5 separate regions of the Mus musculus genome follow, and regions 1, 2, 4 and 5 are each linked to region 3. The links are chromatin contacts, called in public HiChIP or PLAC-seq and promoter capture Hi-C maps. All regions are on one chromosome and are shown on one strand. Each heading gives the region's core, a stretch centred on a gene start, on an enhancer-like site or on the middle of the called end of the contact. The rest is flanking DNA. Distances are from core to core; before and after follow the strand shown. Region 1 holds the start of Pebp1 (phosphatidylethanolamine binding protein 1). Region 2 holds the start of Ksr2 (kinase suppressor of ras 2). Region 3 holds the start of Fbxo21 (F-box protein 21). Region 4 holds the start of Taok3 (TAO kinase 3). Region 5 overlaps Taok3 (TAO kinase 3).

Region 1 (4,399 bases), core at 33-2,532, 690 kb after region 3:
TTTCTCTGACCTCTATACTTGGACCTGTTGCAGGCATGTCCAGTATCTTCCCCCAACCCCCCACATATAATTAATAAATAAGTGAAAAAAATCAGTGAGAGCTGGGTGTGGTGGCACAGGTCTTTAACCCCTGCACTCAGGATGCAGAGGCAGACAGAGCTCTGAGTTGGAGACCAGCCTGGTCAACAGAGCGAATTCCAGGACAGCCAAGCCTACAGAGAAACCCTGTCTCAACAATAACAATAACAACAACACCCCAAACCAGCAAACAAACAAATCCGGGATCATATCGTCCCTGAAGGGTAGAGTATTCTATTAGCTACCACACTGTAAAAACCTAGTTTCATACATTTCTGACTACTTCCAGTCTTGGGAGGCTGCTGGTATCTAACTGCAAAGTTGGCGATGGCCGGTCCAGCTTTGCTTACCCTCAGTCTGGTCCTGTCAATCACACTTTCAATATCTCTTTCAGGACCCCTAGGATGATCTGGGAACCCCCCAGGAGATACCCACATTCTGAAGCTAACGACTGGCAACCTGAATTCCACTTTGTCTTGTAAAGTCACACTGTCTGTAAAAGGTCTTGTTCCAGCCCTTCAGGATCTCAGCAGTTGCTACTTGAAGGCACCGTGAAGATGGGGCTTGTAGTCTATCAACATTCACTCTTAGGAGGCAGAGTTGTCATTGAAGCCTCAACCAAGATCCAGCCATTCCTCTCAACCATGTGCGTGCAATTCTGCCCAAATTTACAGGCACAACATTTGGAAGGTTAAATGATGAGAGTTTCCGGTGTGGGCATTTAGGCGGCGATGGAAGGCCATCATCTGTGCAGAACTTGCAGAACTGCTGCTATGGAGTCACCTGCACTCCGCGGTTAAGCCCAACCAACACACTGATTGATTCCCGGGAGGTTGAATTTCGTTGGCATTTAAAGAACTTTTAAAACAACAACAAAAGATAACGCAGGGAAGAAACCTGGCTCGTTTGAAGAAGTGCTAGGGAGAAAGCATGGCCTTATCTCCGGGAACTGCGAAATGGGGCAGAGAGTCCTTCAAATGCAAAGGAGAAGCCGCAACATTAATCTGCACCACAGCCATGCACGCACTGGCCTGCAGGCACAACCCGCGAAGTTTCGCAGTGACCCTGGCGCTCGGACCGCCCAGCTCCGGCTCAGCCAATCAGAGAGCGAAGGGGCGTGACCCGACCTGCGGTTGGTCCCGGGGCGGCAGTCAACTGCGCAAGCGCTTTACGTTAACAGCGCTCGGGACTCGGCGTGCGCGTGCCTTCCAACTCTCCATCGCCATGGCCGCCGACATCAGCCAGTGGGCCGGGCCCTTGTGCTTGCAGGAGGTGGACGAGCCGCCCCAGCACGCCCTGCGGGTCGACTACGCCGGGGTGACGGTGGACGAGCTGGGCAAAGTGCTAACGCCCACCCAGGTACGGTGTGGGCCCGCCGCCGGGGAGACCGGGGGACAGCGGGGCGGAGCAGGCCTCGAGCTCAGCCTTTGTATACCGGACGGGAGCGTCACCCGACAGCCGAAAGCCTCTTCTGTAACCTTCTAATGTCCCGAGCTTGCAATCACCTCCTCAGGGAGCAGCCCGCACTTTATTAATGATTCCGGGGCCAGCGCTTTCTCATTAACCTGTGTTGCTCCTGGGGGTGGCGGTGGGGGTGGGATGCTGACGCTCAAGAGCGGTTCCAAGCTCAGAGAAACTGGGTCTAACCGTTCTCTTTATATATTTAGAGCGCAGGGTTTGAGATGGTGACTTGGAAGGTTTCCATTCGGAGCCCTGGCCGGTCTCCCTTGTCCCAAACTTTGTACGTGTCCTTGGCCGCTCTCGTTTTCCGAGGGCGGATTACTCCTCAGCTGGCCCCAAGCGGACCGTTGGCCACCATATTTAAAGGCGTTAGGTAGCTCGGGACCCTCAGTGAGGTTGTGGAGGAGGACCCGTTGCCACCGTCGGACTTCCTTGTCTCACCACTTTCTGTTAATAACGTGGGCAAGTGTTTGTCGAGGCTGGCTTGGTGTGTGTGTTACATGTAGGGTCTCACTCAGTTGTGGCCCTGGCGGGCCTTGAACTCACAGAGATCTGCCTGCTTCTGCCTCTCCAGTGCTGGGATTAAAGGCGTGCACCACATCTGGTTTTGTTTTGTTTAATTAAAATTTTTTTTTAGACTCCTGGCTCTTTAAGATTGGTTTTGTGTTTTTAATTATGTGCGAGTGTGTGGCTGTGTGTGTGAGAGAGCAGGGAGCTGTGGAGGTCAGAAGAGGCATCAGGTCCCCTGGAGCTGGAGTTGCACCCCCCCACCCCCCCCCCACAGGAGTGCCAGGAAATGTCTACCCTTTGCAAGAGTTCTTGGAACCCAGCATTCTCTCCAGCTCCAAGCTTCAGGCTTTTAGTAGCGGCCATACTTAGGAATTACCACTAATCTGCATGGGTGAAACTGCTATAAACTATTTTTTTTTTTGTCTCGGTAGTAAAAGAAAGGAATAAAAATAATAACCCTCATGTTTTACCTTTTGGGAATATAAGGTGGCAGAGTGTTGAGTTTTGAGAGCATTTCTAGATTTTTACCCCCACACTGGTTCCTTCCTACAGGTTATGAACAGGCCCAGCAGCATTTCATGGGACGGCCTTGATCCTGGGAAACTCTACACCCTGGTCCTCACAGACCCCGATGCTCCCAGCAGGAAGGATCCCAAATTCAGGCCAGTTGGGGAAAAGATGGGGAGAGGCTATCTATCATCCGGACACGGAAGTCCCTGCTGGACAGGGATGCGTGGACCTCCTGGGGTTACAGTCATTTTGTAGTGGTGGGGAGAAAGTCCTGGGCCTCGTGCAGCACAGGCTGAGACCCCCTGAGCCACAACCTCAGCCCCCCTCCCCCCGGAACAGGGTCTCTTGGTGTGAGGCCCTCATGCTTGCTTGTGGCTTCCCAGTGTATCATCTGCCTGTTATTGCCCAGCTTGAGAATGTCCTAGGTGTCTGGTGCTCACAGCCCCTCGTGTTCTGTCTCCGCAGGGAGTGGCACCACTTCCTGGTGGTCAACATGAAGGGTAATGACATTAGCAGTGGCACTGTCCTCTCAGATTATGTGGGCTCCGGGCCTCCCAGTGGCACAGGTAAGTAAAGGCTGTGTGTGTGTGTGTGGGGGGGGGGGATGGGGGGGAGAATGAGGCAGGGCGGGGGTGGCTACCACTGGGTTCTTTCCAAGCCTTACTGTAAGGACGGCAGAATCCTGCTTGTTTTTCCCCTCAGGCAAGTCTTTTCTGGGACAGTCAGCCTGTAGGATGTGGGTGCCAGAACTTTGGTTCTGATTGGGTAGGCCCTCTGTAGAACCACTTCTGGGACTCGGAGAGAGCTAGGTCTGTAAATGATTTGTGGTGGATTTGAAATATCAAAGCCAGGGCCTCATACTAGACAAGGTCTCTGTCGCCAGGCTGGCAAGTGTCCTGGGCACAGAGGGCAGGAAGGGCTGCAGGAGGCTTGCAGTGGGCTGCTGGGGGCTCTGTGGGCTCTCTGAGCCTCCTCTAATCTCTATGTAATCTCTGCTATGGGTGATCATGGAAGTTTCTGATCCTGTGAACAAGAAGCAAACACTTTTCATACTAGTGCCAAAGATTGCCTTTCATATCTCTTTATAACTCTCCCTTTCTCCCCAAAATGTGTCTGGGTACTTTGAAAAGACTTGGAAGACTGTAGTGAGACACATTGAACACACACACACATTCACACTCACACTCACTCACAGTCACATTCACACATACTCTGTCTTTCTGTGTTTTGTATTGACATGGAACATGAGAGTCCAGCCCCACAGTGCTCCCAAAGTCTCATAAGCACCCCAAAGCTGGTGGGAGACACAGTTACTGCCGGTTGCTTGTTATACACGTTTTCCTTTCACTGGAACAAGGCCACCGTGGTGGTGGGTGACGCTTGGCAGGATGCCAACTTCCGTGCATTGCCCTGCAGAGAACTGACTGGGATAACTAGTGTCCACTAAGGACAAAAGGGCCATTGCTCACGGCTCACCTTGTGTCTGTCGGCCCAGAGGCTTCCAGATGCTTTCCAGGCCTCTCAGTGTTCATCAGAGAATAGAAAGATAAGTTTCCTGGGGACTCTTTAAGGTTCTCCAGGGCACCTACAAAAGCAGGTGATTTAATTACAGGCAGGAGGCACTGGGGAGTAGAGCAGTTCTCTGGAGTCGGAGCTGTGCTCTGTTTTGAAGAATAAAACCCTAGCAGCTCTCAGGTGTTTGGAAGATTTAGCTTGCTTGATAAACTGGTGGCTCAGAAGGTTTCAGGCAGAGGATTTGAGGTACACACATCTGGACACCCCAGGAAGATGGAGGCTCTTCTTGCCACCCTGAATATCTTAGAGGTGGCCTGGTCCCTGT
Region 2 (4,536 bases), core at 937-3,436, 560 kb after region 3:
AGCTCCGGGATACATGGCCATACCAATGGGAAGCCTCCTTTGCTCTGGGCTCCACAGCCACCACTCTCTGGCAGATGCCAGCTAGTGGGAATTCCCAAATTAAATCATGCAATGTGGACAGCTGGGCCTTCGAGGGAAGGAGGTTGAAGGGGCTGCTTGAATCCCTCTGACATTTTGAACAAGGTAGGTTGCTGGAGGATTTCGGTACACCAGGTCTTTCACAAAACCCTGAAAGCATCCCCTAGAGGGGAAAATGGCCTTTGAAGGAAAACAGTTCCTTCCATTTCTTGGTGGTAACTTTGTAGCCATCCCTACCACCCTCTCTTAGCAAACTGCTCCCAACTCCCCTCAAGTTCTGCTGGAGAGAAGATGCTACAAATGAGCCAAACGAAACTCCCGTCTCCTGGACCCCTATCCTCCAAGTCTCACCAAGGCAGCCCAAGAGCATTTTCCCCACGCCACCTAGTGCAAGAACCACTCCAGGCAATCGTAACATTTACACATTTTGGGCCTGCAAAGACCCCACACATACACATACACACACACACACACACACACACACACATCAAACGATTGTTTTAGAAATGGGGATTTTTTTTTTTCTCACGCATCTGGTTTTCTAAGGCGTAGATTGGGGGAAGGGGGGGGTGAGACACAGAGCAAAAGGTTGAATTCATTTAAGCAGCCCCATCTAACCAGGCAAAACCACCTTTGACCACCTGCAGAACGCACAAGGTCACGTGGGTTCCCTGCAGCTCCTTAACATAGCACCCAGCACTCAAGCCCCCGTAAACAAATCTGAGAGAGAGAATGAGAATAATAATATAATAATAATAAATAATAACAACAATAATAACTCCCTCTTCCCACAAGAAAAGAATAATCATGGCAACAGCTACAACCCATAATAATAAATACGGAACAGCAATTATTACTGCTACCACCACCACCCGGCCGAGCACAGACAACAGCCGCACTGGGAAGGGAAGGGAGGGACAGCCGCGCTGGCTTTGCCAGGTGATAAATCATAGCGCATCATTCGTGCCCACCTGCTTTAGCCCCCCCCCCCCTTCCCAGGCCCTCCGTCAACACACAGAATCCCAAAGGGAAAGGGGACAGACTGGAGAAGGGGAAGGAATGGAAGGATTGCCCCCCACCCCCACCCCAGGCAACACCTACCTCCAGGGTCCTGATCTCCTTCTGCGTGAGGTCGTTGGAAGCTGCACACTTGGTCCTAAGCCCTTCCAGATTGGAGATGCTCAGGTCGATCATGTTCTGAACCAACTCGCACTGCTGCAAGGCTTTTTGCAAACTCAGAGGTTGCTGCTCTTCGCTTTTCGTCATGTTTTCCTCATCCATCGCTTGCTCTGCAACCCCCCCTTCCCCTCCTCCTCCTCCACCTCCTCCCAGAAAGAAAAAAAGGGGGAGGGAAGGAGTAGAGGTAGAGGGAGTCCACCCCCACCCCCCCTACGCCTCCCCAACCTCTGCGACTTCTCAGCGGTGTCTCCTGAAGAAACCCAACATCTCACACAAGCTTGAGGGGAGTGGGGGGTGGAGGAGGGGACAAGAGCCAAAATTTATTATTATTTGGGGCGGGGGAGAGTATCAGGCAGTCTGCATTAGAATGTCCCTTGTCTCCTCTCTCCTCTCTCTTTCTCTGTGTCTCTGGTCCCTAAAAAGGGAGAGATGCCCGTTTGTCAGAAGCCAACCAGGTGGTAGGGTGCAGTCTGTACACTTAGAGAGGAGGAGGAGAAAGAGGAGGAGAAAGAGGAGGAGGAGGAGGAGGAAGGGGAGGAGGAGAAGTGGAAGGAGGAGGCAGAGGGAAATAGAGCTCACGCTTCGCACACCGGCTCCGTGAAGGGCGGAATTATATGTATATAAATCTATTTGGCCGGGCTGGCTTTTATGTCAAAAAGGAGCGCGCCTGCCCCCCTCCTGGTCGCGGTGACACGGCATGGTCCGCGGGTCCCCGCGCTCAGCGCGCTCTCGGGATGCTGTGCGCACGGCTGGCGCGGCTGCGGCGCCCACTGCGGCTGGCTGCGGTCTGCTCCCCGCGACAACGCTGCTGCTGCTGCTCCTGCTGCTGCTGTTGCCACTGTCGCCGTTGCTGCTGTTGCCGCCGCCGGGCTCCAGGGGGGACGGCTGCTGAAATCGCTCCTGCCTCGCTCCACACCGACATCTTGCCTGTCAATCACTGGGCGGGGTGGGGAGCGGAGCGGAGCGAGGGATGCAGCGCCGAGAGGCGCCGTGCGCGCAGCCGGTCCCCGGGTCCCCGCACTCTGGGCGCGCCTGGGACCCGCTGGCGGCAGGCGGCGCGTGCACCTGCCCGCCGGGCCACCCTCCAGCCGGGGAGGCGGGGTCCCTTGGGACTGAGGGGCTTGCGTGCGGAGCGCAGCCGCTACGATGCCGTGGGGGTGAAGAGGGGGGCCGGGCTGGTCCCCAAGGTGGCGGGGAGGCCCGGCCCGGGGGCGGGGAGAGGTACTCGGTGGCCTGGGTGGGGGTGGGGGCCACTACGCCAGCCCGGATCTCGCGAGACGAGGCCGGAGCGCGGCTCAGCAGGTGCGCGGGGACCCGGGAGCAGGTGCGCGCCCAGCTCACAGGGTTCTGTGCAGCTCTCCTGGCTTGGCTGGTGGCTTCTTGTGGCTTTGGTGGGCTGGAGGGTGCGGGAAAACAACCTTGATGGCTTTCCCAGAGTTGGGACGAGTGGGAGGAGACAATTAGTTAGGCCTGATCTAGCAAAGGTCCATCTGCAGGGTGATAGGAGGCTTGGCTTTCTTTCTTGTCCCCCAAAGGACTCCTGCTACCCACCTTTGGCAGCCACCTAGGGTACCGGAGTAGAGTGCCCAGTACATTTTAAAGAAGTTGAGGGCGAGGAAGGATACTTTGTGACAAGAAAGGGGAATCCTGTAAGAAATTCAAATTTCACTTTGCAGCTAATAAAGTTATACCGAGCGCCTCTGTTACAGATACGCTTTTTATTAATTAATGGGCGACGGGCGGGGGTGGGGTGGGGTGGGGGTGGTTCACGTGCAGCCCAGCGTGCCCGCGAGGTTAGTGCTCAGATGGTGAAGTCAATTCTCTTCTTCTACCCTAGGCTCCAGGAATTGAACTTAGCTGTCCATCCTCACTGAGCCATTTCCACGAACCTATTATAAATTAATAAAAGACGGGGCCTTTCTTCTTAGCTGCATGTGATGACGCATGCTTTTAATTCTAGCACTATGGAGGCAGAGGCAGGTGGATCTCTGGGAGTTCGAGTCCAGCCTCCTGCTGGTTTATCTCTATAGCGAGTTCCAGGCTAGCCAGAGCTACATACGGTGAGCCCCACCTCAAAATTTAATTAATTAATTAATTAAATGAATGAATGAATAAAATAGTTATATTGTAGTAAGGTAGAAAAGAACTGAGATGACTTACCACCACCACCACCACCACCACCCAGAGAACTTTATAGAGAGAATAGCATCCATCGGGAAACACATGGGTAGCTGCAGAGGCTGCAATCTGCAATCTATCAACTATCACCCACTTGCAAATGGTGCCTGGCTACTTTTGGCCTGTTGAAAAGCCAATAGTTGTAGCAGAGATGGCATGGCTCGTGGCAGCTAAAATATTTACCATCTGGCTCATTCCAGGGAGCTATGCCAACTCCTGATTAAATCTATTCTCTATATGAACTTTGCCCAGACCGCACATCATCCTAATTCTCTCTGACTTTTTTTTTTTTCTTGACATTCAGGGTGAAGTCAAATACCATCTCATGGAGACCTCCCATGGATGACTGACAGATTGACATCCCTAACAAACTGTCTACAGGCTGTGTTTACAATAATGAGTAGCCTGGCATGGCATGTACCTGAAGTCCTAGCCGATTGGGAGGCTGAGGCAGGAGGATTGCTTGAGCAGAGAAATTTGAGGTCACAGTCTGGCAACATAGTAAAAATCCCTCATGGGAGAGAGAGGGAGGGAGAGAAGACACTTTGATCCCAGCACAGGAGGCAGAGGCAGTCAGATCTCTGAGTTCAAGCCCAGCCTGGTCTACAGTTTCAAGATAGCCAGAGCTACACAAAGAAACCCCTGTCTCAAAAGCCAGAGGGGGAGAAGGAAAGAAAAACAAAGCAAGGGAGAGAATGAGTGAGAGAAAGAGAATACCCCATCTTTGGCACTCCAATGGGCTAAGAGCAGTGTGAGACCCAGAATTCACATAGTGTTAAATCAGTGCATTCCCCATTTCTGTTGGCCTGTGTGTGACAGAGCACTTTACCTAGCATGCGCCAGCCCTGGGACCCACCTCCCACCCCACCCTGCACCTCACACACAAAACATACTCTATCCAGAATGAGGTCAGGCAACCAATTTTAAGCACCATGAAGTCTTCACAGTCCAGTTTGACTCCAATTGGTTCCAGTTAGTTCCGATTGAACATTGGTAGTCTCTGACTCCAGCACCTGTCCACCAGTAAGGCTCTTTCTAGCTGCTAATTTTCCCTCTGTTTTCAGTGATCTAGTCCTACCTCTTAGTGAGCCTTGCTGAATT
Region 3 (4,739 bases), core at 251-2,750:
CCGCTCCTCAACACCCCACTCCCTCTGGCTTTAAAAAAAGTAGGGCTAGCAGGGACAAATGGCTCCGTGTTGTTGGACGGGAGGAGAGGGGACACAATGACTCTTATAAGCATGCAAGCAAAGGGCTGTGTGAGCAGTGAAAAGGGAAATAGGAACAAGAGCTGAAAAGCTATGGCAGGCACACACGAACGAGCGCGTGCGCGCACGAACACACATACACACACACACACACACACACACACACACACACAGAGCATGACCAAGCCTGATGCTTACGTGCTCTGAAAAGAACCGCTTGGAGAAGGAAGCTACAATCTTCCGGGCTTCTAACCCAGCTTTCTGCCGAACTTTATATTCCTCTAACCAATTGACGTAGTCGGTGGGGCTGTAGTGCTTCATCAGGGAGGGCCACCTATAAGGGGGGGGGGGGGAGAGAAAACACCCTTTCTCAGCTCCGCAGAGACTGCAAAAAACCACGGAGGAGTCTGCGGGCAAGGGGGGGGGGGTGGACTTGGCAGAGGCTCTAGTTGCAATAATCATAGCGTATGCAATGCATTCCCTCACTACTCAGATGCAGTGACCTTGGCGTGGCGACACGAAAGGCAGCGTTTCTACCACCAGTAGCCGCCGCCCCCCCTCCGCCCCCCAATCTCTGCGCTGGCCACAATCACAGTGATGCTAACGGTTCTCGTGGATGGCGCGCCTCCCTCAGCATCAGGCCCTGCAAACCCGGGCCTCATCTTATTTGATTCCCCATAATGGGAAAAAAAAAAAAAGGAGGGGGGGTCTCATCACCGACCAGGAGACCCAGGCTCTGGAGAAGGGAGGTGGACCGACATCACCCCCTCCACCCCCAAGGTCACGAGCTGGACTGGCAGGTCCGATGCCGGCATCCTAAGGAGCTAGCCAGGAATGCACGCACCGCTGCTTTGCCTGCACGTCAACATCCTGCAGCGGCCACAAAAGATGCGCCTCCTCCTGCAGCCGGGAGGCGCGTGAAGGCCGCAGCCCCCCGGGGCGGAGCGCTCCGGAGGCCCCGGCCTCGGGCGGCTGCCGCGACCCCATCGGAGCTCCGGAGGGGGCCCCCCGGGCTGCAGGCAGGCCTTTGTCTGCGGCCGCGGGAAGAGGGCGGCGCGCGGCCCGGAGGCCCGGAGGGTGGCGGGGTGGGGCCCCACGCGAGGCCCGGCGCCGAGGGGCTCTGCGGGTCCCGGGAACGGGATGCTCGCTCACCTCACCCGGAACTGCTCCTTCCACACCTGCCCGCTGCTCTGGCACACCTCGCGCAGGCGGCGGCAGGTGCTGGACACGCGGCCGATGTCCAGCGCCGTGAGCGAGCCGCTGCACAGGATGTACTCCAGCACCTCGCCCGGCAGCTGCACCAGGCAGCTGGGGCCCGTCGCCTCAGCCGCGGCCTCCTCGGCCAGCGCCGGCACCACCTCCATAGCGCTGTCCCCCGCTACCGACGCCATCTTGTCCGCGTACCTGAGGGGGCCGCTGTGCGGGCGGGCGCGCGCGCGATAGGAGCCTAAGAAGCCGTACCACGCCCTCAGGGGGAGTGGCTGGGAACGCCCCGCCCACGCCAGGGGGTCCCGCCCACTCCGCTTGGAGGACTGGGAAGAGCCAGAGGCGAGAGCTGGCTGCTGCTGCAGAGATAAATGGTCCTTTCGCGTCCTGATTCTCCCAGGGGCATTTTTAAAAATGATAGCTGGGTGCTCGTCTTCGGCAGCGCAGATACTAAAACTGGAACGATGCAGAGATTTGCATGGATGCTGCGCCTAGGATGACACGCAAATTCGGGGAGGCGGTGGCACCTTTGATCTCCGCATTTAGGAGGTGGAAGTAGGCAGATCTCAGAGTTCGAGGCTAGCCTCAGCTATAGAGCGAGTTCCATGACAGCCAGAGATACACAGAGAAACCCTGTCTCGAAAATAAATATATCGAGGTTGCCCGGGCAGTGGTGGCGCACGCCTTTAATCCCAGCACTTGGGAGGCAGAAGCAGGTGGGTTTCCAAGTTCGAGGCCAGCCTGGTCTACAGAGTGAGTTTCAGGACAGCCAGGGCTACACAGAGAAACCCTGTCTCGAAAAACAAAACAAAACAAAACAAAATTGCCCTTTGGCCTTCACCTTCTCGATGGGACATGAGTCCACATAGACAATAACTAAAAGTTAAAAATGACTATGGTGGCTTACTTCCTAATTCCCAGCTCTCAGGAGACCGAGGCACGCAGATCAAAAGTTGGGCTATCTATATTAAGATCCGATCTCAAAAGCAATTTGAGACAGAGTCTGATGTAGTCCACTCTGGTCTTGAATTATGTATTGGAGAAGGACCTTGAGTTTCTGGCCCCCCTGCCTTTACCTCCCATAGCTTGTATTAAAGGCATACACCACCAAGATGTACTTCAGAGGTGGTAGTGCGGGGGTGAAACCCAGGGCTTGGTGCCGGTTAGCCATGCACTTTACAGCCATGCCATAGTCCCAAAATTAAGCTGTTGAAAATGGCTATCTTATACCAAGCACTTCCTGGAAGTGATTTGGCCTTCTCCACGGGTGACTCACTCTCCACTGGGTACTGAGGCAAGCATACTATTTGTTTTTGGGGACCCCTATTTCTAGCTCTATGATGGTGTGGAGAATAGTAGTAACCCCTGAATCTATGTCCTGATTTGAAGCAGGTCGAAGTATCGTGGGGAGCTCTCCTCTGTGTGACTGGGCTCCTTCAAGCCGCTGATCCCTTTGACTCTGCCTCCCAAAATGCTGAGTGTGATTTTAGAGGTGTTCATGGTGTCTGCTTTTAATTGTCTTCCACTCAACAATCCTTCATGATTTGGGGGACATATATGCCCTCTCTGGCAATACAACAATTACCATATGCTCTGGCTGTCCTGAAACTCACTTGGTAGACCAGGCTGGTCTCGAACTCAGAAATCCACCTGCCTCTGCCTCCCAAGTGCTGGGATTAAAGGCATTCGCCACCACCGCCCGGCTGCTTTATTTTCTTAATGCATGTGTGTGCACATGTGTGTATATGTGTGTGTATGTGTGTGTAAATGAGAGCACGTATGCCTGCATGTGTGTGCATATGTGTGTGCGTGTGATTGAAGGTCAGAGGAGAATCTCGCTTGGGTCTCATCTTTAGATGAGCTTTTATTTACATTTTAATTTATTTTGTGTGCTCACGTGACCAAGCCAGCTCAGTCCGTCAACAGGTTCTCCAGCGAAGGAGTGAGGATTAAAAAGAAAAAGGACAGACAACATTGTAGCATGACCCCAGCCAGTTCTGAGGCTGAGGTGGGTTTATTTTTTTCCCAATCTGCTTTTATACCATTCTAATTCCATGCAAGTAACAAGGTCAAGCAGTACAATAAACACAAATAGTCAAGGAACAAGCACTGTCCTTGCTTTAATCCCAGCACTTGGGAGACAGAGGCAGGCGGATTTCTGAGTTTGAAGCCAGTCTGGTCTACCGAGTGAGTTCCAGGACAGCCAGGGCTACACAGAGAAACCCTGTCTCCGCCCCCCACCCCCATCCCCAAAGGCAATAAACAAAGTCCTGTGATCACTCCTTTGACCACTGTTTTTCTAAGGGTGACCAAGATTTCTGAGCCTACTTCCCTGTCCTAGCCCAAAATCAGATTCTTGCCTGAAGCCTACTTCTTTGTTCTACCCTAAAATTAGATTCCTGCCTGTGCTTACTTCCTTGTCATGGCTTAATGTCAGATTCCTGCCTGAAGCCCATTTCCTTGTCCTTGGCCAATGTCAGATTCCTGCCAAGTGGCCCTCAAAGCTCTCCACACTCCTGTGTGCGTGGTGTGAATATAGACATAGGGGGGCAACTTGCAGGAGTCTGTTCTCTGCTTCGATCACACAGGTTCCGGGCACAGACCTCAGGTCACCAGGCTTAGCATCAAGCACCTTTGCCTGGTTGGCAATCCCCATCCTTCAGGAAAACAAAAACAAAAACAAAAAAACAAGCAAACAAAACCCAATTCAGCTCATCATCAGACCCCGAACTGTGGGACTATGGATATCATAAAGTCAGAGTCCTTGAATCTCCAGAGTGAATTCTGAGTCAGGTTAGAAAGACCAGCTGTATACAAAGGGCATGGTAAAGAACTCCCCTCAATTCAGATGCTCTGGGTCAGAACCTGGGGAAATTCTCAGCAGATCCTGCCAAGCTATCCCTGGCCCTCTATCGGGCCTTAGAAATAACTCTGAGTCTCTAACATTGTTACAAAGGGACAGCCGTCGCCTGTCCATGGCTTACGTCATTCTCTCCCCCTCCAGTCCAAATGGGTCCCAGATAGCTGCCGTCTCCTTCCTCCCACTGGTATCCTCCCAGGTGCATCCCATTGCTCAGGATCCACATTCAGCCAAGTCTCCCGGTTCTGTTTGCTGGGCTTGGCCTGGCTTCTGATTGCTGCCTTCTCTCTTTCCCTGTGTTTTCAATGCTATAATCTCTTGATTTATAACCATTTGCTAAGCATGTGTCTTCCCTCTGGTCTGAAGCCCCTTCAGGACCAGAAGGGTCTCTTTAGGATTCTTACTTTCTTGGCAGAGACCTTGCATGTGGCAGAGTCTTCATAATCATCACCCATGGACTGTGTGACAGTTAGCTTTTACTGTCAAAGTAATCACGGCCTAGAGTCACTAGCGAGGGGAGTCTCTGTAAAGAAGTGTCTACACGAGGTTGGCTTGTGGTATGTCTTGGATGGAGAAGGGTTTGCCTTAAGTAGTT
Region 4 (4,713 bases), core at 853-3,352, 860 kb after region 3:
TCAAACAGCGATGGAACAGAGGGGAAACGACATTAGAGATAGAGAAAAGGATTTTAAAAATTGGAAATACAAGCCATATATAAAAATGTCACAATGAAAGCTGATTGTTTTGTAAATGCCACTCTCTCCCCAAAATAACTGAAAAAAAAAAACCGTCATGATTCCTTAAAATCTTCAAGTATAAAGTTGATGATCAAACAAGTGTATTGGGGGAGCACCCAGAGGGGGTTGGGGCCATGTCAGTATATGCTGGCACTGGGGTCAAGGTCTTTTCACTTGCATCAGAGTAGAAGGCTAGCCTGCCCCTGCCCCCTTCTTTTGCCTCAGCTCTGTTGGGGCCTTGAGAGAGACCTACAGTGTCTGCTTTGAATACACATGTCTGGCCCTTCAGCTTGCCTAGAAAGCACCATTCATTTACTGGCCCCAGCAACTGTTTTGAAAGATTGAGGGTGACCTTCCAACCGTGTCTAACACATCAAAGTTAAACAGCCCTAACTACAAACCTGCTCTGGTTCTCCTATGTGTGCATTGTAAACACTGATAGAGCCGGGCTGCCAAATGGGAAAAAGTTTCTTAACTCTTTGTGGAGCGGAAATAAAAAGCCTAAACTGAAACAAACAAACAAACACAATCCGGTGCTTTAAGAGCATTAAAATTAACATCCTAATTAATTCAAGGCTCTTCTAAATTATCCCTCCCTCCAACTACTTGGGGGCCGGTGAATGGGGAGCAAACCCCTCTAGTTTTGCCCCAGATGTGTCATCAAGGAACCTCGAGGTCGAACTTTAGGGAAGAGTTGGGAAGCCAGCCTGCTGTTTAGAAGAAAGAGGTGAGACGCTGGTCTAATCTCTACAAATCGTCTAGCTAGCCCTTGGCCAGCCCTTAGGATCTATGTCTTTCACTCCCGGGCCCATCACATGATCCCCCTTCCAGCATCCCGGAACTCAACCCTCAGGGGGAGACCTCGGGTTCTTTGCAGTGGAGCAGCATCGGTGTCGTCCAGGTGTCAGCATTGCTGCTGTGCCCACTCAATGCCACCCGGGCTCAGGCTGCCGGTGTTTTTCCCTAGGTGCCTGGCTGTGAGGCCAGAAAAACCATGTTCACGCTGCGCAAGCTCTTCTCTGGTACTTCACTCACCGGCTCTCCTTGGACTCTCAGTGCTGTCTGTCCCTACTCTGGGTCCCTCAGCCCACACCCTTTTGGGGACCCCTCCCTTCACTCGGCTGCCCTAAGCCTTCCTGAGGTCCTCTTTACACTCATCGCAAGAGCATAGTTTCAGAACTACTGCCCTCGCCTCCCCAAAAGTCTCCTTTGCTTATTTTCCTGTCTCGGTCTCTCTAGGGTCCCCTTCTTTCATCCCGCTGCCTGAGTTCTCTCAAGTCAACCTGCTCAGTCTGCAGTCCCAATCCCTCTGAGTGTCCCTCCCTGGGTCCCGTCTGCTTTTCCCACCGGCCCATCAGGGGCGGATCTCCTCGCTCACTCACTCCGTCGTCGCAAGTCCCTCCGGGGTTCTTTCGCTTATCCCACGGCCAGAGTCCCTCTTCAAGTCGCCTCGTTAATCCCATTGCCCTGTCCTGTCTTGGGGTCCCCTTGCTCTCCCGCGGTATTTCTCGGTCCCCTCCTCATCCTGATGTCCCCATCTCTCTCCGGGTCCCCTCGCTCACACGCAGTCCCTCTCAGAGTTCACTCCTCACCCCTGTCCCCATCCTGGTCCTCTCACTCTTCGCGATCCCTCTCGGGGTCCGCTCCTCACTCTCCGTCCCGGTCCTTCCCAGTCCCCCCCCCCCCTCTCCCCGGCGCACTGGCAGAACCGCTAACAACTCCGCTCCCGGGATGCTCGCGGCCGCTGCGCCGAGGACTCGGGATGTCACTCGGGTGCCCGCGCTCTCACCTCAGCGCTGTCACCCGCGGCCCCGGCGCCGCCGCCTCCTCTCACTCGTGCCCAGAGTCGCTCTCGTGCTGGGTCTTCGCGTGCTGGGTCCCCACGCGCAGCCTCCGCCCGCGAGTCCCCGTCGCGCCCCACTCTCCACGCAGGACCCTAGCTGCCGCCGCTGCTGCTGTCCGAGGTGCGGCTCCGCCAGGGGTGACCAATCGCACCCGACTGCGCAGAGCGCGCCCCGCCCCCACTCGACCCCGCCCTCGACTCCGCCCACAGCCATGCTTTGATAGGTTCTCTACTGACCTTCCCTGATCGCCGCTCTCGGGGTCCAGGCCGTATATAGGCGCTCGATTGACCTTGCCTGGGAAGTCCGAGCGGTCGATGGATCCAGGGGATTGGCGGAGCTGGTGGTGGGCGGGTCCAGGTGGGCGGGGCTTTCCCAAACGCGGAAGCTCTCTTAACTTGGGTTAGCTATGGCCCCTTCGGGCGCGGTCAGCTCTGTTTGTGCTGCGCCAGGGTCAAAGTTCTTGGCTCTCTTTCCCCACGCCTTGTCTTGTCTTGTCGGACCACCGTGGATAAGATCGTGGGGCCAGTCGGATCTTTCTCTGGACCTTTCACAGCTCCTGGCCATCCTTAAGGGATGCTTTCCTCCTGGGGCTTGTAAATTATTTTCCAGCTCTCAGGAAGGGGAATGCGTTTTCTTGCTTTGCGTTCAGTGACCCTACGTTTACTGCTGGAGAGAGGGGGAAAAAATCTGTGGACCCAGCTAAATGCTTACTTACCAGGGTCTGGGCACATTTTAAAATGAGTGCGATGTGAATACCAGTACTCTGTAGGCAGAAGCTGGAAGATCGCCTCAAGTTTGAACCCAGCCTGGGGTATCTAGCTAGATCTTTTCTCAGAAGCTAAGAAAGAAAGAAAGGAAGAAAGAAGAAAGAAAGAAAGAAAGAAAGAAAGAAAGAAAGAAAGAAAGGAAGGAAAAAGAGGAAAGAAAGAAAGAAAGAAAGAAAGGAAGGACGAAAAGAAAAGAGAGGAAAGAAAGAAAGAAAAGTGAAAAAAGAAATACACATTTTGTGAGTTTTGATTACCACAGTTAATGGAGGAGTTGGGGTAGGGGGACCCCGTTGGCTTTGGCAAAATTCCAGCAAGCGTATCTAACTAAATCTTTCAGGGCCACGGGCTTTAATGAACCAAAGGCGGAAGGTTGATTGAGCTTTGACCCCCCAAGTGCAACCTGCAATAACCTGCCTGGCTCCATCCTAAGCCACGCGGAAACATAGTGCCTGCCAGAGGTTAAAGTGCACCAGGACCTGTCTCATGTTTTTTGTGTGGAAATAGCTGTGTTGTTTTCAGTTGATGGTGGAAGCTCAAAGCAGTTTTTCTGCAGGGACACATTTTCACCCTAAGCCTTATCAGACGTGGACACTCAACTCCTGGTCAACGCTCTACTACAAAAAAATATTTAGTTTCTATTTATCTGAGATTGGGTCTCACCTAGGATGGCTTACTGGCCTAGAACTCTCAGTGTGGACAGGTTGGCCTTGGGCTCATAGGGATCTGCCTTCCCCTGCCTCTGGCTGCAATGAAAGGTGGGTCCCAACACGCTGGCCTTTTTTTTTTTTTTTTAAAGTACTGGATATTGATCCTAGAGATTCAAACATGTCAAAAAACTGATCGCTCACTCGCTCTCTCTCTGGTATTTCCCCAGCAAAATTTACATCCTAAACATTGCATATCAAACTTCATCTGGGTAGTCTGACTGAATATACTATTTGGGAGAAGTGGTGGAGAATTTTAAGGGGTGAAACTTGATTTTGAAGGTTTTACAAACAATGATAAAATTTGGTTGAGCTAAAAGTCAGGAGGGATTCTTAAAAAGTTCATTTCCCTCCTCACTAAGTAGCACTTAGTAGGGCTGCTCCTTGGGCCAGCTCTGCAATTTTCATGGAAGATAAGGGACAAATTGTCGTCATCCAACCATTTGTGTCTCTGTAATCCATGTAAAACAGAAACGCATGAAGACTAACACTGGCTGTCTGTAATCAGGGAGACAGAAATAAAAGTTAAACACAAAACAAGATTACACACAGTTTAGTAACAAACCCAACTGTCATTTGTTTCATTGTATCAATGGATTCTGAGTTCAAAAAATGATGCCTGTTAATTTGTTGCTTCTTTAATAGTATTGGGAGCTGCGATCCCACAGTGTGCTGGATTACAAATAGTCTACATGTGTTCCAACAGTTTACACACACACACACACACACACACACACACACACACACACACACACAGAGAGAGAGAGAGAGAGAGAGAGAGAGAGAGAGAGAGAGAGAGAGAGAGAACAAGCACACGCAGGAAGCTGACCTCATCCTCTGGAGAAGAGACAGCTCCGAGAACCTCTGCTGAGGCTGGGCTTGAAGAAGGACTCTTGTCGAGAAGGGGCTTCAGATCCCGAGCTGCTGGAAAAGCCGTCCCAGCTTTGCATTCTGGACATTCTTGCATTTCTGCAGAGAGGAACTCTTTCTTACAAAGAGAGCCAAGATTTAATTAAAACAAGGTAGCAAATAGGAAATGTCAAAAGAAATGCGACCCAGAACGAATGTTCTCATTTTTAGAAGTCTCTCTGGGGGCCCATTTGGAAATGCATTTGATCACAGAGGCTGTGAGAAACAGAATACTGTCCCCGGGTTCCACCCCGCTTTCTGCTGTGTTCCCATCTGCCGGGCCTTAATGCTTGTTCTGTTTTCTGCAGATCTGAGTTAACTGAATAGGGTTCCTCTGGACACATCTTCTCTGTCTCTCCAATTAGGGAGTGAAGCTAGGGTCTCCAG
Region 5 (4,184 bases), core at 1,512-4,011, 820 kb after region 3:
ATGGGTGGAGAAGACTTCAGAAACAAGGGCAGAGGACAGCGGCATCAGACAGTGCTGTCCACTGATTTCTTTATTGCGATTAACTATACGAGACAGGATCTCACAGCGAGGCTAGCAGGCGATGGCGATACTGGAAGCCACAACAGGAATGAAATGTGACCTGGAAGTCAAGAGAGCTGACTTCCAAGAGAAGGATTTACTACTAATAATAAAGGAAAAAGACAAATCCACACTGCAATGAGTTAATTCTGCAGGGAAGTGGAACAAAGAACTGGGAACCCTGAAAGGGGCTCAGGGACTTGAGTATACGAACTCTGAAGAAAACGAGGCAGAAGACACTGAGCAAAGTTAAAAACAAACAAACAAACAAACACCCTTAGAGGAAATTATAGACTTGAAAGATGGTCATATTAACCGCCAATATTCTTGAAGAAGATAGTGAAAACATATTAAAAAGATAAAATTAAAGCAATTCTAGAAATAAGAAAGAAGATGAAACTATAGTTTGAAAGGACCACAGTATCCCGGGTGAAATTATCATGGAATTAAATACTGAGAAGTATCCTAAATTACCAAGTTACACATCCTAAAAATAAACTCTTTAATACCAAGACAAAAAGACTCAAAGGCAAGTTTGGGATATTTACATCTGAAAGACTAGCCCAATGTCTTTTAAAAAATTAATATTTTTCATTAATACTTGAATCTACTGGTTCAAAGTTATTATTTATCATCAAAATATGCTTTCATGAGTATTATTATTTCACCATTTGCTCAAGATGCTTTAAATAAAAATTATTGCTAAAGACAAATCAAGCAGATGAGATGAAAAAGACCCAAGCAAGGCCTAGTATCATTAAGTCCTGGAAAGTGAGAGAAGAGAGCTGGAGAGATGGCTCAGCACTTAACAGCACTGGCTGAGCTTCTGGAGGACCTGGGTTCAATTCCCAGAACCCACATGTGGGCTCACAACCACCTGCGAGTCCAGTTCCAGGGGATCTGATGCCCTCTTCTGGCCTCCATTATATACATATCACCCGGGATACTGTGGTCCTTTCAAACTATAGCTTCACCTTCTTTCTTATTTCTAGAACTATTTTAATTTTATCTTTTTAATATATTTTCACTATCTTCTTCAAGAATACTGATGGTTAATATGACCATCTTTCATGTCTATAATTTCCTCTAAGGGTGTTTGTTTGTTTTTAATTTTGTTATGTGTATATATGTATATAGAAAATTTAAAGCTTTTTTAAGAAATGCAGTACTTTAACTCAACATCTACAGCATGGAAGCTATGGAAGCGGTCTGGGGATGCAGCTCAGCGGTAAAAGCCCAGTAGACCGGAAGCTCTAGAGTCAATCCCCACTAGCAGCACTCTCCAGAGAAGCTTGTGAGGAAATACAGTTAAATTCTGTAACAATACGGCTCTCAAGACTCAGCACTGTGGGCTGGAGCTCAGTATAGCGTGTGCCCGGCACAGACAGGGTCCTTGTTCAGTCCTTAATACTTCAAAACGAGGGGCAGAGAAAGAAGGAAAAGAGGGCTTGGAAGAAACGGCACAGCTGTGTCATGGCTTTTGGAGTGCAAAGGTCACATAAACTGTTTCTGTAATCTACGACCAGCCTTGCCTCGTGCAACTACAACAAAGTAAGGTATTGTTCTTGGGTTGGTGGAACACATAGTGAGGGAACGATTTCTCAGAATGACGCATGTGTTAAGGGTTTATGGTTAGCTAGGCACAGTGATTCGTGTCTGTAGTTCCGGCACCTGGGAGGCAGAAGCAGAAGATCAGGGACTTCAAGGCCAGCCTCAGCAGGTTGAGGCCTTGGCGCATGAGAAAGACACTAAGGTGTATGGTTTGATAGCGTTAGTTTTCTTTCTTTTTCCCTGTTGCTGCGATTAAAAAAAAAAAAAAAAAAAAAAAGCTTTGGCAGGAGCTGCTTAATGGAGAAAGGGTTTGTGTTAGCTCTCAGTTTCAGGTCACAGTTCTTCTTGGGGGCTGGAGGGAGGTCGAGGCAGTGGGAGCTTGGGGCAGCTGGCCACAGATGTTTGCAGTCGGAGGACAGTGATACACGGTGCACACGGCTTTCTTCTGCCTGCAGTGCACGTGTGTCTCCCACACACAGTGCACAGGTCTTCCCACCTCAGTGAACACAGCCAAGGTGATCCCCCACATAGATGCCCAGAGACCCACCTCCTGGGTGATCCTAGATCCTGTCAAGTCAACAATCAGCAGTGACCATCAAGGAACCCAATTCAACAAGTGCTACAACCCACACAGTTTATAATCAAATTACTCAGTTTCTCATTCTGGTGTGACTTGCAAATGCAGAAATGAAACAGAAGCTTCAGGGGCTAATTGTCCCAGACACCACTGAGTTAGCCTGGGAGGTTTTTTTTTCCCCTTGTCTCTCACGGCTTGTGTCACAAGCCTGCACGCTCCACTTTATTTTGAGCTGTGGAGTAACGCTGCCTATCTCCACAGGGGGCCTGTAGTATCACCACCTCACACAACAAGCCTGAGGTGTGACCTTCTGAGGCTCTGCCCTGCTAGCCCTGCATTAAATCTGCAGGGAACTTGAAGCCTGGATGTGTGTGGTGGGGAGGGAGGGAGGGAGGCTGTCCCTAAAGAAGGGAAAAGATGCTGAAAACAGGAAAACAGTGGAAAAGAGCAAAGATAAATGTGACCCTACACACTGTAGGGTCAGGGGTGTAGCTCAGTCAGGAAAATGACTGCTTTAACACGCATGAAGGGGTTTTCTCGTCAGCACCACATAAACGGGAAGTGGCCGTACAGCTCTGTAATCCCAGCAGTTGGGAGGTACAGGCAGGAGGACCGGGAGATCAAGGTTAAGGGTACACAGTGAGTTCCAGGCTGGTAAGGCTATAAGAGACTCCATCAGGAGAAAGAGAGTAGGGCTTTGAAACCCATGAACGGGATCAGAGATGATGCGGCTGGTAAAGGCACTCGTTAGCAAACCTGATGACCTGGGTTTGTCTTGAGGAAGACAGGCTGGAGGGAGAGAACAGATCCCTGCAAGTTGTCCTCTGTCCGCCACAGGCGTGCCATGGCCCCCACTCCCCACCTACACTAAATAAACAGCAAAAGCAAACAAGCCATCAGATAAAACTCACATATAAATTAAACTTACTTTTAGATTTAGTTATTTTATGCGTATGGGTGTTTTCCCTGTCTGTGTGCTGTGTGCATGTCTGGTGCCCACAGAGGCCAGAAGAGGGCTCCAGATCTTCCAGGACTGGGGTCCCAGATGGTTGTGAGGCGCTATGTAGGTGGTAGGAATCTGACCTGGGCCCTTGGCATACTAGTTGGTGCTCTTACCCACTGAGCCAGCTCTGCAGCCTCCTGCCTGTAAACTAGGAGGGAGGGTGAGGCACTGCAGAGGGAAAGGGGAGGGAGGCCGCCCCACAGGGTTTCACTTCCAGGCTTGGGTCAACAGCAACTGCTTTGCTGGGCTGAAGGAAACCCTTCCACGGCTGAGTTGACAGGACAGGAATGACTCTACAGCCCAGTCATCTGGGGCTGGGATTTAGGGAAATGAAAACCAAAACTCTAGATGAAAGTGGCCAGATCACACAGCGAGCGAGCAAGCCAGCGAGCGGGCAACTGGACAGAGTTAAAGACACTCTGTTGGGTGACTCAGCCCGGGGGTATTTACCCAGGCTGCCCTCCCAGTCATCTCTGCCCTTTCACAGAGCATTTGCCAAAACCTTCCTGTTGCTAGGCCTTGCTCCTCAAATGAGTCAGCCAGGGGTTGGACCCACAACCAGGCTCAGAAGGAAGTTCTAGGCTCTTCCAAGGCTGAAATTTGCAAATTACCCAGCTGTGACATTTGAATTTCTAGCACCTAGACACACACACACACACACACACACACACACACACACACACACATATTTTGTATCTGTCACTCTGAGCATGTTTCATTCACAAGTCTGTGTCATGTAGGAAATCTAGGTTATTGTCCAAAGGGCTTATTAAATCAAATGCAAAATCAGTGCCCCCCCCCACCTTTTTTTTTTTTTTTTGCATTTAAAGAAATCCTTTAAGCCTGCAGGCTACTGGTATAGCCCTTACCTCCTGTCACAGTTAGCTTCAGCTGTCAACTTGACATAAACCTAGAGTCACCTGGGATGAGGAAGCCTCAAGTACAGAACTGCCT

What was found. Promoter capture Hi-C pulls out the DNA fragments that hold promoters and counts their contacts. HiChIP or PLAC-seq counts read pairs in DNA pulled down with a chosen protein or histone mark.
Region 1: a contact with region 3 is called in a promoter capture Hi-C map of neural stem cells. The contact joins the promoter of Pebp1 here to the promoter of Fbxo21 in region 3. A contact is called at or near these places in 11 of 39 promoter capture datasets (the 3T3-L1 cell line, the HPC-7 cell line, cranial neural crest and 6 more), 1 of 484 Hi-C or Micro-C datasets (LSK cells), 2 of 115 datasets of contacts at active chromatin or transcription factors (astrocytes and memory CD8 T cells) and 1 of 9 other capture datasets (pancreatic islet).
Region 2: a contact with region 3 is called in an H3K4me3 HiChIP or PLAC-seq map of embryonic forebrain, with 4 times the contacts expected there. The contact joins the promoter of Ksr2 here to the promoter of Fbxo21 in region 3. A contact is called at or near these places in 6 of 39 promoter capture datasets (the 3T3-L1 cell line, cranial neural crest, liver and 2 more) and 5 of 115 datasets of contacts at active chromatin or transcription factors (astrocytes, craniofacial prominence, embryonic forebrain and 2 more).
Region 4: a contact with region 3 is called in a promoter capture Hi-C map of neural stem cells. The contact joins the promoter of Taok3 here to the promoter of Fbxo21 in region 3. A contact is called at or near these places in 4 of 39 promoter capture datasets (cranial neural crest, hippocampal neurons, neural stem cells and 1 more), 1 of 15 datasets of contacts at CTCF or cohesin (large pre-B cells), 2 of 484 Hi-C or Micro-C datasets (B cells and uterus), 8 of 115 datasets of contacts at active chromatin or transcription factors (the SCID.adh cell line, embryonic forebrain, embryonic midbrain and 4 more) and 1 of 9 other capture datasets (embryonic stem cells).
Region 5: a contact with region 3 is called in a promoter capture Hi-C map of the HPC-7 cell line, with 4 times the contacts expected there. The contact joins the enhancer-like site here to the promoter of Fbxo21 in region 3. A contact is called at or near these places in 6 of 39 promoter capture datasets (3T3-L1-derived adipocytes, the HPC-7 cell line, embryonic stem cells and 3 more) and 2 of 9 other capture datasets (embryonic stem cells and liver).

Annotation. Positions count from the first base shown.
Region 1 is chr5:117,284,447-117,288,845 of GRCm38.p6, reverse strand. It overlaps Pebp1 (phosphatidylethanolamine binding protein 1), which reads left to right and starts at 1,282. Exons shown (of 4, transcript NM_018858.2): 1 at 1,282-1,437; 2 at 2,602-2,711; 3 at 3,025-3,125. The coding sequence starts at 1,303.
Region 2 is chr5:117,411,652-117,416,187 of GRCm38.p6, reverse strand. Ksr2 (kinase suppressor of ras 2) reads right to left here and starts at 2,186. Exons shown (of 20, transcript NM_001312914.1): 1 at 1,180-2,186. The coding sequence starts at 1,359. Gm52829 (a long non-coding RNA gene) reads right to left here. Exons shown (of 3, transcript XR_003955989.1): 3 at 3,001-3,146.
Region 3 is chr5:117,973,531-117,978,269 of GRCm38.p6, reverse strand. It overlaps Fbxo21 (F-box protein 21), which reads right to left and starts at 1,500. Exons shown (of 12, transcript NM_001346588.1): 1 at 1,231-1,500; 2 at 277-412. The coding sequence starts at 1,469.
Region 4 is chr5:117,117,518-117,122,230 of GRCm38.p6, reverse strand. Taok3 (TAO kinase 3) reads right to left here and starts at 2,102. Exons shown (of 21, transcript NM_001199685.1): 1 at 1,892-2,102.
Region 5 is chr5:117,158,183-117,162,366 of GRCm38.p6, reverse strand. The region is part of intron 1 of Taok3 (TAO kinase 3); the gene reads right to left. Among named protein-coding and RNA genes, the nearest start is that of Taok3, 40 kb to the right of the region's middle. Within about 2 kb of position 2,761, at least 212 of the 459 cell types and tissues checked have an H3K27ac peak or open chromatin away from gene starts, as enhancers often do. A contact at or near this core is called in 3T3-L1-derived adipocytes, the HPC-7 cell line and liver, where this site is marked.